Regions from separate parts of the Anser cygnoides genome. Here all the other regions are linked to region 2. Evidence: chromatin contacts called from public Hi-C data. All regions are on one chromosome and are shown on one strand. Each heading gives the region's core, a stretch centred on a gene start, on an enhancer-like site or on the middle of the called end of the contact. The rest is flanking DNA. Distances are from core to core; before and after follow the strand shown. Region 1 holds the start of METAP1D (methionyl aminopeptidase type 1D, mitochondrial). Region 2 holds the start of ITGA6 (integrin subunit alpha 6). Region 3 holds the start of SLC25A12 (solute carrier family 25 member 12).

The links. Hi-C and Micro-C count contacts between places; a contact is called where the count stands out from the background.
Region 1: a contact with region 2 is called in a Hi-C map of liver, with 8 times the contacts expected there. The contact joins the promoter of METAP1D here to the promoter of ITGA6 in region 2. A contact is called at or near these places in 2 of 7 Hi-C or Micro-C datasets (both in liver).
Region 3: a Hi-C map of liver shows a contact between it and region 2, with 14 times the contacts expected there. The contact joins the promoter of SLC25A12 here to the promoter of ITGA6 in region 2. A contact is called at or near these places in 2 of 7 Hi-C or Micro-C datasets (both in liver).

The regions. Positions count from the first base shown.
Region 1 is chr6:20,816,596-20,821,165 of Taihu_goose_T2T_genome, forward strand. It overlaps METAP1D (methionyl aminopeptidase type 1D, mitochondrial), which reads right to left and starts at 2,441. Exons shown (of 10, transcript XM_066999505.1): 1 at 2,304-2,441. The coding sequence starts at 2,343.
Region 2 is chr6:20,670,754-20,675,556 of Taihu_goose_T2T_genome, forward strand. It overlaps ITGA6 (integrin subunit alpha 6), which reads right to left and starts at 1,292. Exons shown (of 26, transcript XM_048061610.2): 1 at 1,024-1,292. The coding sequence starts at 1,184. It overlaps LOC125182528 (a long non-coding RNA gene), which reads right to left. Exons shown (of 5, transcript XR_010832263.1): 5 at 3,273-3,597.
Region 3 is chr6:20,845,702-20,850,437 of Taihu_goose_T2T_genome, forward strand. SLC25A12 (solute carrier family 25 member 12) reads left to right here and starts at 2,267. Exons shown (of 18, transcript XM_048061541.2): 1 at 2,267-2,457; 2 at 2,920-2,973. The coding sequence starts at 2,446. HAT1 (histone acetyltransferase 1) reads right to left here and starts at 2,151. Exons shown (of 11, transcript XM_048061568.2): 1 at 2,000-2,151. The coding sequence starts at 2,006.

The sequences.
Region 1 (4,570 bases), core at 1,191-3,690, 150 kb after region 2:
ATAAGTACAAACTCTGACAGGTCAACATACCATTTGATGTGCCTGTATTCTGTCTTAGTTTTCTTTTACAAATGGTAAATGCAATTGGTGCTCCTCTGCCCCTCACACTCTTATCAAGTTGTGTACCTTCTCCTTAGGTTGACGTTATTGCAATTCTGACACTAGCAAGACAGAGGCTGTTCAAATAAATTGTCTGATATGCCTGATAAAAAATCACAAACTGTCTTTTTAACTTTCTGCAACCACAATCATTCAACTTTTCTTTTTCAAACATATTAAAGATTTTTTTTATGATAGCTTAATTCCTTCTGATGTGTGGAGGAAGTATTTAAACAGTATACAAACTTCCAAGATCTCTGCTTTTCAAGTGTGCTAGAAACAGTTCCATAATTATGAAAATTTTCTTTTCATCATTTACAGAAACATAACATCAGAGGTATGAAGAGATATCACATAAGGGGCTATCAAAAAGTAATTTTCATTCTATTTAGGTAGAATAGATTCCCTTAGGTGAGCAGAAATCTAATTTAAATTACTTCTGTCTTTCAATATTTGCAAATTAAATTATACTGAACTGTCCAATTCAGGGAAAATTGGATTTAGCTTAATCAGTCTTGTCTGAACTATGACAGTTTTGCTTTTTCAACTTCTGGAAATATGCATCCACTAGGGGAACTGAATAAGTTCTGATGTCTGGAGGGAGGGATGAAAGCTTAACAAATTTAAATGGCTTGGGTCTATTAACTGGATGATAGACACAGCGTTTACAGGTGTGGATGCAGCTGGAAGCAGCTGTACTGGTCACACATGACCACAACAATATCCAGAACAAAGTCTGCAGATGAAGAACTGCTGAAGCAAGAAATCAAGAATAGTATGAATTTGTACAATAAATTTCAATTCATTTGAGATTCAAAACAAAACAACAACAAAAGACATTCTATGGTACTACATATTACAGATGTGATTCAGTTTCTAACTGGCACATGTGAAAGTGTAAAGGTTTTGACCAGTGTCAGAAATAAAACAAATAGGAGACTCTGAAGGCCAAATCCCGCAGCTCTTCCCAGTGTTCAGCTGAAGCTCAGATTCTAAGACTCCAGTCAAACTGAAATTTCCTTATGAATATGAGCTTTTATCAATGAAAAAATTGACGTGGCTCTTGTGCCCTGCAAAATTCAGAATTAACTGTGAAGAAAAGGCTGCTATATTCTCAAAAGTTTGAAAAGACTTGAACAGAACAAAAAATAGAAATACAGCAGAAGATCATTATCAACAACATGAGAAAACAGATTGAAATTTTATGTCAGCTGCATAGCATTGCAATATTGTGCTTTGGCTGAAAGATGAAGAATTTACAGTCTTAAAAAAAAAGACTCATACAAGTCTTTCATTGAGACCATTGTAAGGTGTTTCTTTCTATTCACACATTTAAGATTTTACAACAGAAGCCAAAAAGAAACACTCACTTAACCGTATGCCCCAAAGAACCTCCAGTCTTACTTAATCTGAGACAAGGAAACACTGAGGGGAAGGAATGAGAGGTAAATAATGTTAACACCAGTAAGAAAACACATTTATCAGTGAGGTACAGAACCGTGTACAATTGCTCTGTAGCGTTACCAAGGCAGTAAAACACGCGGGAGTGAATCGTTTCTGCTGGGCTGTGGTAGAAAAGGCACTTTCAGGAAGACCTCGCTGTGAGAGGACAGGAGCTGAAGAGCCTCTACATGCACGCAAAAGTTACGTGACTCAGTGGGTAGGTACAGCAAACGTATTTATTTCAGTCAAGTTATTATTATTCTTATTTATTTTTTAACCGAAAACTAAGTTTCTGACAGGAATAGTGCGGTGACACGCTCCCGCGGCCGCAGAGCGGCCCGCCAGCAGCCCTCAGGGCCAGCTCCCGGCGCGGCGCGCACCGGGCCGAGCGCTCCTCACCCCGCCCCTTCGCACGGCGCCGAGCCCCACGCTACCGGCGCCGCCGGCCCGGCCCGGCCCGGCCGGGCTCTCCCCCCGCCACCCTGCCGGGGGGCGCAGCGCCGGCACCGCGCGGCCCCGAGCTGCGTACGCGGGGCTCCCACCGTCCGCGGGACGAGGCCCTTCACGCCCCGGGCGCTCAGGCTGGCGGACACGGCTCTCCGGTAGCTTCTCCCGCTGGCGTCAGCCACCAACCTCCCCGCCGGGCAGCGAGACAGCGGCGGCTGGGTGGCGCGCGCTGCCCCGTTTAACCGGCGGCGCCTGCTTCCCGCCCCCCTCCTTCCCTCCCCCCTTCCCTCCCCGCCCCGCGGCGGCGCGCTCACCTCCGCCCCGCAGCACGTTGACAGCTCTGGGCGCCGCCATCTTGGCCGCATGGGGCAGGATCACGTGCACGCGGCAGGCGGGGCGCGGCGGGAGCCGTCCTGCCTCGCGCTGCAGCCGCTACGCGCGCGCTGCGTGAGGCGAGTGCCGCCCGCGGCCGTTAGGGCAGGGCAGTGCCGAGCCCCCGCCGCTTCCCCCCGGGGCGAGGCCCCCGCGCCCGTCAGCCCCGGCGGGGCGGCAGCGCCCCCGGCGCGGGGTCTGTGAAGCGCTCACGGCTGCTCGCCCCTGTGCCGTGTTTTGCGTGGTTAAGCTGAGGCTTAACGCCCCGCGGCCTCGTCAGCTTTCCAGCAGCGAGACAGCGCTTCCCCGGGGGGGCTGGCGGTCCCAGGAGGGCTGCAAGCGTGTCACTCACCAAGTGCTAAAGCTACCTCAACATTTTATTCGAGTTCTTTTTAAACTTATTTTCCCCCTGTACTTTTTTGTTCCGTTGTAGTAAAGTAGCTTTTGTGAAGAAAAGAATGAACTACACAGTCCAGAATGCTGAAGTTACTTTTTGCCGTTACGTTTGCTGTAGAGGCATATGCAGAATATGAAAGAGAAAGCTTGAACCCTGAAACTCAAATATTTCTCAGTTTCAGTGGCACAACCAATTGTTTTGTATTTCAAAAGGATCTAAAAGAGCAAACTTTTATGTAGAGCTTGTCTTTGCAATATTTTTGGGTAGAAATGACAATTAACGAGAACAGACTCAAAGCCCAAGGCAGATAGGAATGGTGATGTTATCTACCCCCGTTATTTACTCTGGAAAAAGCTTGAAAAACGTATGAACTTGAAAGTTACACTATAAGAATTTTTGCCTTTAAGGAGCAAATACCAAGAGTTCTCTGATAACAAAAAAGGTGCTGCAGTCTTCTCAGTGGTCCTGTGTAGACACTAGCACAAGTGCATCATCTGATGAGCTGCCACAGCACAATAGGCGGCCTATCATATAGCTTATATCCAGACCACATAGCATTTTAAAGATCAATACAATATCTTGCACTTTCTCCAAAAATGAAACAATTCACTTCATACAGCCACATTCCGCACCGACACATTTCATGATATTCAGTGAGGGCACTATGATAGGATTTTAACAGAAGAAAAATAGTGCTAGAAGTAAGTCAAGAAAGAGCATTCCTAAGCTGCCTAGTTACACCTCATGAGCATCGTTACAACTACTCCCTGGTGAGAGGTATGTACACATTTAATTCGCAGAGCAGAAATGAGCAAGTCTTTTCGTTGTTGCTAGTTCAACAACATAGTATGGTCTTTCAGGAGTTTGAATTTATCAGGCACCATCTTATCTTATTTTTCCTCTTGGAAAATTTCCTCTCATTCCTTTAGGAATGCAGATACCCAACCACTGGTTCTATGACAATGATGTACAGCTTAAAGCAATCACTTATTATGGCTGCTTCGCATACGTAACTACATGTCTGCTGGCGTGGGAGTGCTTATGTGTGCCTGTAGAGAACACCATATTTCACATGAAAGTAGCCATGGATGATGAGTAATTCACCATCATCTTTTCCTGAACTGTCGCTGAAGGAGAGAAACAAAATGCCCTAAGTTAACCTAGTCTCACCTATCTTACGTGAGTCAAATATTTCCTACTTGGGGGAGTCAAAGGCCACTGTGAGAGAAAATAAAGCAAACATTTGGCTTTTGTCTGTTGCTATAAGGCTGTAATTCCATATTGTAACAGCCAATGGGTTGATGGCATAAGAAAATGCAAGAATTGGATACAATGCTAGAATCACGGTGCTGCCACCTTTGTAATTACCATGCCCTTTAGCGTTAGGTTATTTCACAAATACTTGCAGATATCTGTTAGTGGTTAGACCGGACCAGTTCCTTTTGCAGATCAGAAACCAAGAGAGGATTGATCAAAGACGGACTTCTTAACTGTTTTACTTTCTAAGAGAACAACTGGTCTGTATTTTTTGCAGTTTCTGGATTAATCTTAAAGCCTAACAACAGTCATTATTTGGTAGTCTTTAATTTGTACTTAGATGAAGATTTTCTCCTTTTACTAAGGAATATAAATAACAGATTTAGGCTTATTAGGAAGTTTATACCAGTGAAACATGGATGAATATCTCAGAAAAAGGAGAGAGACTCTATATTCTAACACAGTAAACCCAAAGAATCATACTCTGCTGTTTTCAAGTCCTGTTACCAAAATAAAATGTCACTGTTTCCTCATGTATATAACTGTCTTTTGTTC
Region 2 (4,803 bases), core at 42-2,541:
TTCAGTCAAACACTACAAACCAGTTTGAATACTGTGACTGCTCTTGTATTTCTACTGACTAATTGGCTTTCCATCTCTGCATAGTCTGACGCACTCATTCTATCAGCATTTGACAACATAATGGCCAACTAATAACCTTCAGGCACTGCTTTCTTAGTAGAACTAAGTGAGACCAATGCACACGTAATCCTGCCAAGAATTAAGTCAAGGGCCTCTAGAAAGAAACTCAGATCCGTGTTTGATTCTTCAGGCTATACAACTGGGTCACATTGCATACCAGACAGAAGATGGAACCTGTGATTTATACTCCTTTACACACTGTAATTTCTACGAAATCATACAAAACGTGAACCTGAGCAAAACAGGTACAAAGAACTTTTAACAACGTTTATCTGTTAACTTTATCGAGGATACGATTTCTTCCCAACTTCCTTCTCCCGTACACTTGATATACAACAACAGGCTCATCTTCCCTTAAATCAAAACTAAGCACTTGGGGTAAGAGACATTCGTTTCCTAACAATACCTTACACAAGACACACTCCATCCAGCACTACCGCACAGGACAAGACTAATCAGTTACCTCCACGGAAAGCAAGGAACCCTCAGTTCTCCCGACGACGCACAAAGAAGCCTTGCTCTGCTTTCTGCGTTTCGCAGAGGGGCTCCCGGCTCTCCCCTCGCCCCGCCAGCAGCGCTTTGCGCCCCCCCGCTCCGCCTCCCACCTGCCCGCTCCGCAGCGGGGGCGCCCGCGCTGCACTGGGCGGCCGAGGCCGAGATCGGCCCGGGCCCGGGGCACAGCCGCCGCCGCGCGCGGTCCTCGCCGGGATTTTTGCTCCTCTGCCCCGCCGAGCCCCCCCCGGGGCGGCCGGGCGGCCCCTCGCTGCCCCCGGGCGCTCGGGGCAGGTGCCGCCCGTGTCCCCCGTCCCTCCCCCGAAGCCCCCCGCGTGCCGCCGGGCGGGGGCTGCGTGCCGGGTAGCGCTCCGGCGGTGGAAGGGACGCGGACCCGGCGGGAGCACTTACAGCCGTCTCTCCTGCGGCTGCAGCTGCCGGTGCATGGCTAGGGAGAAGCCGAAGAGGCTGCCCGGCTCGCCGCGCCGCACGATCACGCGCTCTGTGTCCAGGTTGAAGGCGCCGGCCAGCCCCGGCAGGAGGGGCAGGTACAAGAGGAGCGCGGCCGCCATCTGCGCCTGCCGGGCACGGGAAAGCCGCCGCCGATCCGCCGAGCGCCGCCGCTCCCCCGCTGCGCCCCGCCGCACGGAGCCCGCCCCGCCCCGCCCCGCCCGGCCCCCGCGCGGCGGCTCCCGCCGAGCAGCCCCGCGCCTCCGCAGCGGGGGCGGCACAAAATGTCCGCCGGCCCCCGCCCCGCAGGGCACGGCACGGCACGGCACGGCCCAGCCGAGGGCGCCGCCCCGCCTCCCTCGCCCCCAGCCCCTGCTTCTGGGAGGTTGGGACGGAAAAGAACAGCGGGCCCCGGCGGCTACGAGCAAAGGGGCCGGGCGGTGAGCACCTGCAGCCCGCCTTCCCCAAGGGGCCGCCCGACAGCGCTGCGGTCTGCGGTCCCCAAAGGGCACAGCACGAGGGAAAAAGAGTCAGCGACTTTGTACCTGTGTTTGCCAGACTCTTTAGACAGCACGTGGGAACACGCTTCTTTAAACCTCATTCCTTCACTGCCTTTCCTGTCCTTAAACGGGTACCTTACCCTTACGCTTCAAGCGTTTGAAAACAGTACGTGGTTTAGTATCCCCTATTTTATCTCATGCTTTCAGCCGTAGTTCCAAAAGAGTAACCTCACTAACTCAAAAGTGCAGGTGTACCTCAGTGCACTTCATCCACCCAGGAGAGGGGTTCAAGGTGTCAACCTAGTCTTGTTTTAGGGCTCTGGGTTAGGGAAGTGAACACAAGGTCTTGGAAACCTTTCACCTGTCAAGCAACATGACAATACTTTTTTTCCACCAGCATCTGAGACAGGAGAAGGGAAGCTTTTTTCCCCACAAGATTCCAGAAAAATAATAATAAAAATAATAATAGAGATTTGAGCCCTCACACATGATAATACTCCAAATAATTTCTTCTGGAACAATACCATGCTCCCAGGGAGTTAATCCAGGCTACTTTTTCCAGAGTAATTATTCTAGGATAACTCCATGTATAGACAAGTCTTTGGCTCAAGACCAAAACACCCTTGATCAAAAGAGAGGAGAAAACACACGAGAAATGTGCATCTAATGTGGAAACAAAGCATGTTGTTAAATTAGGCTCCCTGATATTTACTGCTATTAGGAACCTTCCCGGCTTGCTCTTGCCTCAATCATTCCAAGTCTTAATCCGTTGTTCAATCACTTTGCAGTCACTGCCATGGCAGAAAACTGTACTGGCACGAACACTGCCCTACAGTTTCACCGAAGGCTCATAGAGGGAAGGGTCCCAGTCTAATTACAATAAAGTAGGCTTACTCAAATCCGTGTATTTCACAGTAATTAGTAAAGATTTGAAAACAAGTCTTTTTAAAACAGTGTTGATGTCTGTACCAAAATCTTAGCAATGTGCCCTTCAGGACCATTTAAACTCGCATGCTATAATACTCTTACAGTAACTGTAAAAGCAATACTTGTACTTAGTAACTCCTGTTAGGAGTCACAGTACTTCCACGCTGTATCCTGAGCCACATGAATTACTTTGGCACATTAGGTTCATCTGACATCTGCCTCTCCCTCCCACCAGCGCTGCCTGGGCATGTTTTACCTGTTTGTTGTTACCCATAGATGTTTCCCTTCAGCAATGTCTTTCTCATCTCCAGATGCAGTAACACGCATTCCAAGACATAGTTGTATTAAAGCCTGTCTCAAGTGACCACACCAGGAACAACAAAAATAGACTGCATAAAGGGTGGAGCAGAAGTGCGCACAAACAGCTTAGAGTTACCTTGGATCTCATCATTTTGTACTATTTTAATTTGCTGCATGTGAGGAGAGGAAAAAAATGTTTGAAAAATGTCTATTTCCTTCCTTTGCCCTTCCTCAAAAAAAAAATGCTGTGGATTATAGATAATTAACACATACCTCAGCAATTCCTTCATGCCATCTCTGGATAAAGGGGGACCAACATTAGGCATGATGACCAATTAAACATGACCACGCTGCTATGCGTAACAAAGCAATTCTAAGAAAGGCAATGGCCAGATCAAAGCTGAGTAGCTATCTTTATTATCTATATTATATATAGATATAACAACTGCTTTGCTGTAGCCAAGTTTTCAAGCTGCCTGCTTATTAATGGTGGGTTGATACACAGCCAAAGGTGGTCTCCTGCTGTGCCTACATATTGAGCTAGCCTTAGTGCCAGCAATACTTTCCTCCTCCATACAATTGTGTAGTTAATTAAAAAGGAAAAAAAAATATTTTCTGGAAAATAGAGGTGGGATGGAAAAACTAGTGCTTGGCAAGACATTTTAGGCTTTCCCTAAAAGGAGGGCAAGGAAAAAAGCTTTATATTTCTGAACTTTTATCATTTATATGAACAACACATGTCACGCAAAGAAAAACAGAACTTGTGGAATCTCAGCTGTGAAGCTTTAATGCAGCACATCAAATGGTCCTGAAAAAAACAAAATATGTAAACATCCCCTTCACATGTCATTATAAAAAAATGCTTGATTTTATAATTGATGTAATTCCAGACAAGAAAAATTGATACAGACCAAAGAGGTTTGTTTTATTGTGCAAGTTCTAAAGCTATAAAGTTGTTTCAGTTTGGAAACTGAAACTAGATTTAAGAGTTAATAGCCTGAATCAACCTTCTGGATGATTTCTCCTGCATGCAGTACACACACACTGTGTAAAACCACTCTGTTCTCCAAATTATTTACCTTTACTGAACAGATGCATCTCAACAGCTACAGTAAACACTTGAATTTTTATGCAGCCAGGCTATTTTTGCTCATATATTCTCTATGGCTGTTATGGTTCTGTGTTAACAATGATGTTAGGACTAGCAAACAGCAGTGCAGGAGATAAAGGTGCTTACAGCAGTACGGGAGATAAAATACTCAATACCATATAAACAGAATGTTTTTCTCTTGAGTAGTCTAAAAACCAGAATATTTAAGTAGTTATATTTACACACTTGGTATTAGCAATTGTACAGAACTGATACACATCATATTTTCTATTGGTAACTGAAGATAGTAAAAGAAGAAATTGAGACAATCTTTCTAAAGAGATTCTTAATATACATTTTTTTTTTTTTTTTTACTTTTTTAAAATCAGATGAACATCAATTCCTGGTTAAGATGTGCTATGTTTTTAAAGCTTGTATTTTTTTTTTCAATGTCTAAAACAACTATAGACATAATTTTGCCATTCTTTACTTGTTTGCAAAATGAAAATATACTGCCTCCGTAGATAAATTGTTTAGAATTTGACATATTTCCTATTTAAAGTTTTTTAATCTGGACTTTTATCATTGTGTCACGGTTCTAAGGTTAAGTTTATAAATAGTAAAATAGTAAATGAAGTGTTACACAAATAAGTGAGTCAAAGGAAAAAATTCTGTCCAGACCCCGAATTTTGGCTAACTCTGCAACCTGCGTTACATAGCGGGTCTTTAAGCCTTTTACTAGAAGAGAGTATTTTTCCACCCAAGTTGTCAGGTACATTCCTTAAGTAGTTTCAGTATGACCAGCCCGAACTGTTTGGAGAGTAAACATCTTTGTAAACATACCAAGAGGAACCTTCTGCCCATAGCTAGGCAGAGATCAGAGAAATCCTGGTGACAAATGGGAATTAAATAACCATAGTTTGG
Region 3 (4,736 bases), core at 1,017-3,516, 180 kb after region 2:
CGCATTTGCACATCAGTATTTCAAGATACCTAGTTCATCCCAATTCTAATTTCTTATTACTTCTCCGGAGAGCAGGGGTGCCCTGAAGCCTCATACCAGAGTAACGCTCTATTGGACATGCATTACTAGGCTCATCATTCCAGCTCTGTAAGAGTTGGAGACTCTTGTCCCGATGACACCCGGATCTACATGAAGCTATAGTCAAATGTAATGCTCTGCCAGAGGACTCAAAGCATACCTTTATGGGAGAACACCTTACTTCCTGTAAACATTGCCACTTCCTTTAAGAGGCAAAACAAATCTGTTTTCATAATAACTACACCTTTCTAAAAAATTCATGTCACCTCCTATAAGCATGCTTTAGTTTACAGAGACATAACTATACAAAAACTACACAAAACAAATGCAGTGAGTAAGCACAGGGTATGGTTGACTGTTACAAGTTTCACATCCCCATCAACCTCTATCCCAAGCCGTAGAACCAAATTAGAACACACAAATGTTGTCAAATATGTAAACAAGAAACACCGCAGAGACTGTTGGCTCAACCACTAAAACAGAAGCAAGAAACGTGCACCATTCACACCCCACCTGCCAGTTTTCTTATTGGGACTTAAGGAAACATTATTCTGCAAATGGAGAAAGAGGAGCCAAGTTCTGTGCCTGAGATCTCAAAAGAGCATTTTTCCCCCTAAACATCAGAGCTCTCAGCTGGCTAAAGAGTCTTTGCTAACGCAGGATTTTGATGCAAATCCATTTACTGAAAGCTTCAAATGGCACTAACAAAGATTCCTGTATTTCATCCAGTAAAAGATCACTTAAAAAGTGATTATGGAAAGAACATTTTTGGTAATCTTTTTTTCCCCCGAAGCAGAAATTGAACAGGCAAGTAATATATAAAAATGTGCAGATATGCCTCCAGATGTTACGTTACAGAGCTATCTTGATATCTGTATAAAACGAGGAAAATGAATTTCCTTCTTACAGACTGAGGACTCAACAAGGATTTGAAAATAAATACGTCACATGGAAGGAATACTTTTTCACCCAACAACGTAATTAGAGACTGGTGGTCTCAAAATAAAAGAACAGACCTAAAGCCGAAAAGCATACATCGGCTGCTTTGGAAGACTAAAGTTTTGTAACTTTACTGACTTCATTTCAGAACACACCACCCCTCTAGTAAGTAAGTTTTAGTTTTTTATCCTTCCTACTTTTTAAAGGCTCTATTGTTTTTTGCTTTAAGACTGGCAAATCTGTTTTCCGCACTAAGAAATGTTTTCCAAAAGACAGGCAGACGCTGTATTTGAAGAGCAGTAAATAGACTGAAAAAGAAAGCTGGTGACAGACTGTCAGCCAGGAAAAACAAAGTTATAATACCCTCCTTTCAGCTTCTCAGGTTTTCTCAAAAGTGTTTGCATACATGGGTGTAAAAAATACTATCCCCAAGCACCACGCGTTACGTTACACGGCTATTTGTTTACCCAGCAACTACAAATACTCTCGGGGAAGACGAAACCCCAAGACCTCTAACAAACATAGGACGTACCTCTTTCAGCTACTATTTTGTTCCTTAGTACGTCTTTTAGCTACTATTCTGTACCTTATTTCTGCACGTTTCCAGTATCTCACAAACAGGTGCTCCTGAATCGGGGCACCCGTACCACCAGCAATGCCCCAGCCACCCCCCTCTCCCAGCGGGGCCGAGGAAGGCGACACGAAGCCAGCCGCAGCCGGCCCTCGGCACCACGCAGAGCGCCGGCCGGCAGCGGAGCGCCCCTTCCCCTGCCAGCCTCCGCGTCCCCTCCTGCCAGCGGCGCCATCACGGCGCTCCCCTGCAGCCCCGAGCTCCCCGTGGGCGGCTTGAGGAGCAACGGCGGCTTCACGACGAGCCGCCCGCCCTGCCTGCCCGCCCGCCCGCCCTGCCAGCCTGCCGGCCTCCCTGCCGGCCGCTGCCGGCCCCCCCCGCCGCCCACCGGCGCCCCGTCCCGCGCCTCACCCGCCATTTCGGAGCGGGGCAGGACCAACCAGCCCGCGCGCCCACCCGCCGGAAGTGAGAACACGCGCCCCCGCTCCTTCTTCCGCTTCCGCCCGCGGCACGCAGCGAACGGCTGGTGCTGGCCGAGGCACGGCGCTCGCGCGCATGCCCGCTGCCACCCCCGCGGGCCACGCCCCCCTGCGGCGGCAGCCTGTGGGAAGGGCGTGCGCGCCGCGGCTCATTTGCATAGCCCCGCCCGCTGCCGGCACAGCGCGGGCTGCACGGGCCGGGCGGGCGCACGCTCAGTGCTGCGGCCTCGCGTCTGCCCTGTCAGCGTCCGCGGCAGCGTGAAGGCGCTGAAGGGGCGGGGCGCTCCGCTCGGTACCACAGCGCTGCGCTGGGGCGGCGCGTGGAGGCTCCTCGCGCTCCTCCTCCTCCTGCCGCTGCTGCTGGCGGCCGGGCGCAGCATGGCGGTCAAGGTGACTCTACCCCCACGCCGCTCGGCTCGTGAGGAGGCGGGGGGCGGCCGGGAGGCGCCGGGCGGTGAGGGGGCTGCGGGCGGTGAGGGGGCGGCCGCCGCCATTACGGGGCAGCCCCGCGGGGGGCCAGGGGAAGGCGGCGGGGCGGCCGCGGGGAAGGGACGAGCGCAGCCCGTGCTGCCTCCGCCTCCTGAGGGGAGGCGGCGGGGAGCCGCGGGGTGGCGGCCGGGCGCCCCCCGGGGCGGTCGTGGCACCGGAGAGCCGCCGGGTTTCAGCAGCTGGCAGCGGCCCTTGGGTTACGGGAGCGTGCGGCGGTAACCGCAGGGGTTTCACCTCGGAGAGTCTCCTTATCGCTTAGATAAGGGAGCTGATAGCGCAGCCCTTATCGGTGTCAGTTGCGGGGGTTTTCGCAGCTGTGTCGGTAGCTCAGCTGGTGAAGCATTAACTTGCTTTTATTTGCAGGTGCCCTCAACCAAGAGAGCGGATCCTGCTGAGCTGCGAAATATTTTTTTGCAGGTAAACGGACCTGTCAAACGTTGTTTGATTGACGGACTTGTATTTTTGCCTTTCCAGCTGTTAGCCACAGCGTCATATGTGTGTCTTGGTCATGGAGCGCTTAGAAGTGCGTTTCGAGTACACTGTATGTTGAGGGGGTCTTCAGGCGTTGAGGTGAAACTGCTCCTGACACAAATGGTGGTCAACCACTCCAAATTCTAATCTTAAGTAATTCTCTGAAGTATTTTCTAACTTTCTATAACAAATAATTTCATCCATAGCTGTTATTTTTAAATAAACTTTTACACGATTCTAAAAAATACTTCTTATTAAGACTGTATACTTGTATAGCTTTTATGTGATCCTCTTATAAATAGATAGATTTCTGGTGATGTTTTTAGAATTTAAACTTTTTTTTTTAAGATTGATGTATTTCATAATATTATCTCTTGCAGGACATTGAAATTACCATACTTAATTAATAATGTGAAGCTTTATCCATTCCCTTTAGTTACAGTGAAGCATGATCTGAAAGAAAAATCCCATCAGTCTTAAAGCTTTAAGGTTTGAAGGTCCTATGTTTTAGGTCCACGATTAATTCATGGATGTTTCCAAAATCACTAAAATATCTTTTTTCTTTCCTGATGAGTATTACACAGTATATTCAAGAAGCTTAACTCTATGAGAAAGGGAAGAATGTAAATATTAGAGCTAATATTGTAAATAATGAGCTCGAGTATGACATCTCTGATGTGCAGCTTTTGGACCTACCTTGTTATCTAACATGTAAGAATTAGATGAAGAAAGCTTTTTGCCCAAGAGAGAGACATGATATCTCAACTATTATTTGGGGGGATTTTTGATTTTGTGTAACAGATTACTCTGATAACATCACTGAAGTGTTAAAATTTAGAACTTTGGAATCAAATCATGGAAGCCCAGCTGTTAATTTCTAGTTAAAGTTATTCTATCACAAATTCATTTCTTGTTGATGTGACATTCAGCTTTTGTATGTAAGGGATACAATAAAGTACATTAATCAAACAGGAATCATGAAAATATGAATTTTCATACATATACTTGTAGTGCAAAATTGTTTCCAGAAAAAACCCAAGCCTGATGTGAAAATATTCGGTTTGTAAACGGGAACTTTGCGTGATTCTTGACTTATAGTCACTAGAAGTACTTGCTTCTGGAAATGAGTAAATTGTTTGAAGTCCTTTATTTATTGGTCACTGCACCGAGCCTGTCTGAATTTAAGAAGAGATTGGACTGTGCACTTAGTCACATGGTCTGAACTTTTGGGTAGACCTGTGCAGTATCAAGAGTTGGACTTGATGATCCTTAAGGGTCCCTTCCAACTCAGGATATTCTATGATTCTATGATTCTATGATTTTGGTGATACAGGGAAAAGCGGAGAGGAAGGATGTGGCCCTACAGACAGCTTAGAGATTAAGTTGTACGATACATCCTTTATTCACCTAAAAAACAAACAAACTACAGGCTTAAAAGAGTTTTTTGTTTTTCTCCATATAACTTTCAAAGAAACACGTACATTAAGTTGTAGAATGTTTCATGCCCTCAGAAATCAAAAATACAAAAGCTCTTTTGTATCCCCTTAGGTACATGAGATTTGTCATTAAAAAAAAGACATAACACAGACACTGCTTCAAATAGGAAGAGTTTATAGAAATGGGGGGGTTATTTGATTCTGATTGAAGGTGAAACTATGTTCTTTCTTTGATAGGTAGCAAGCAAACTTATTTGCAAACATTAAAAAAAT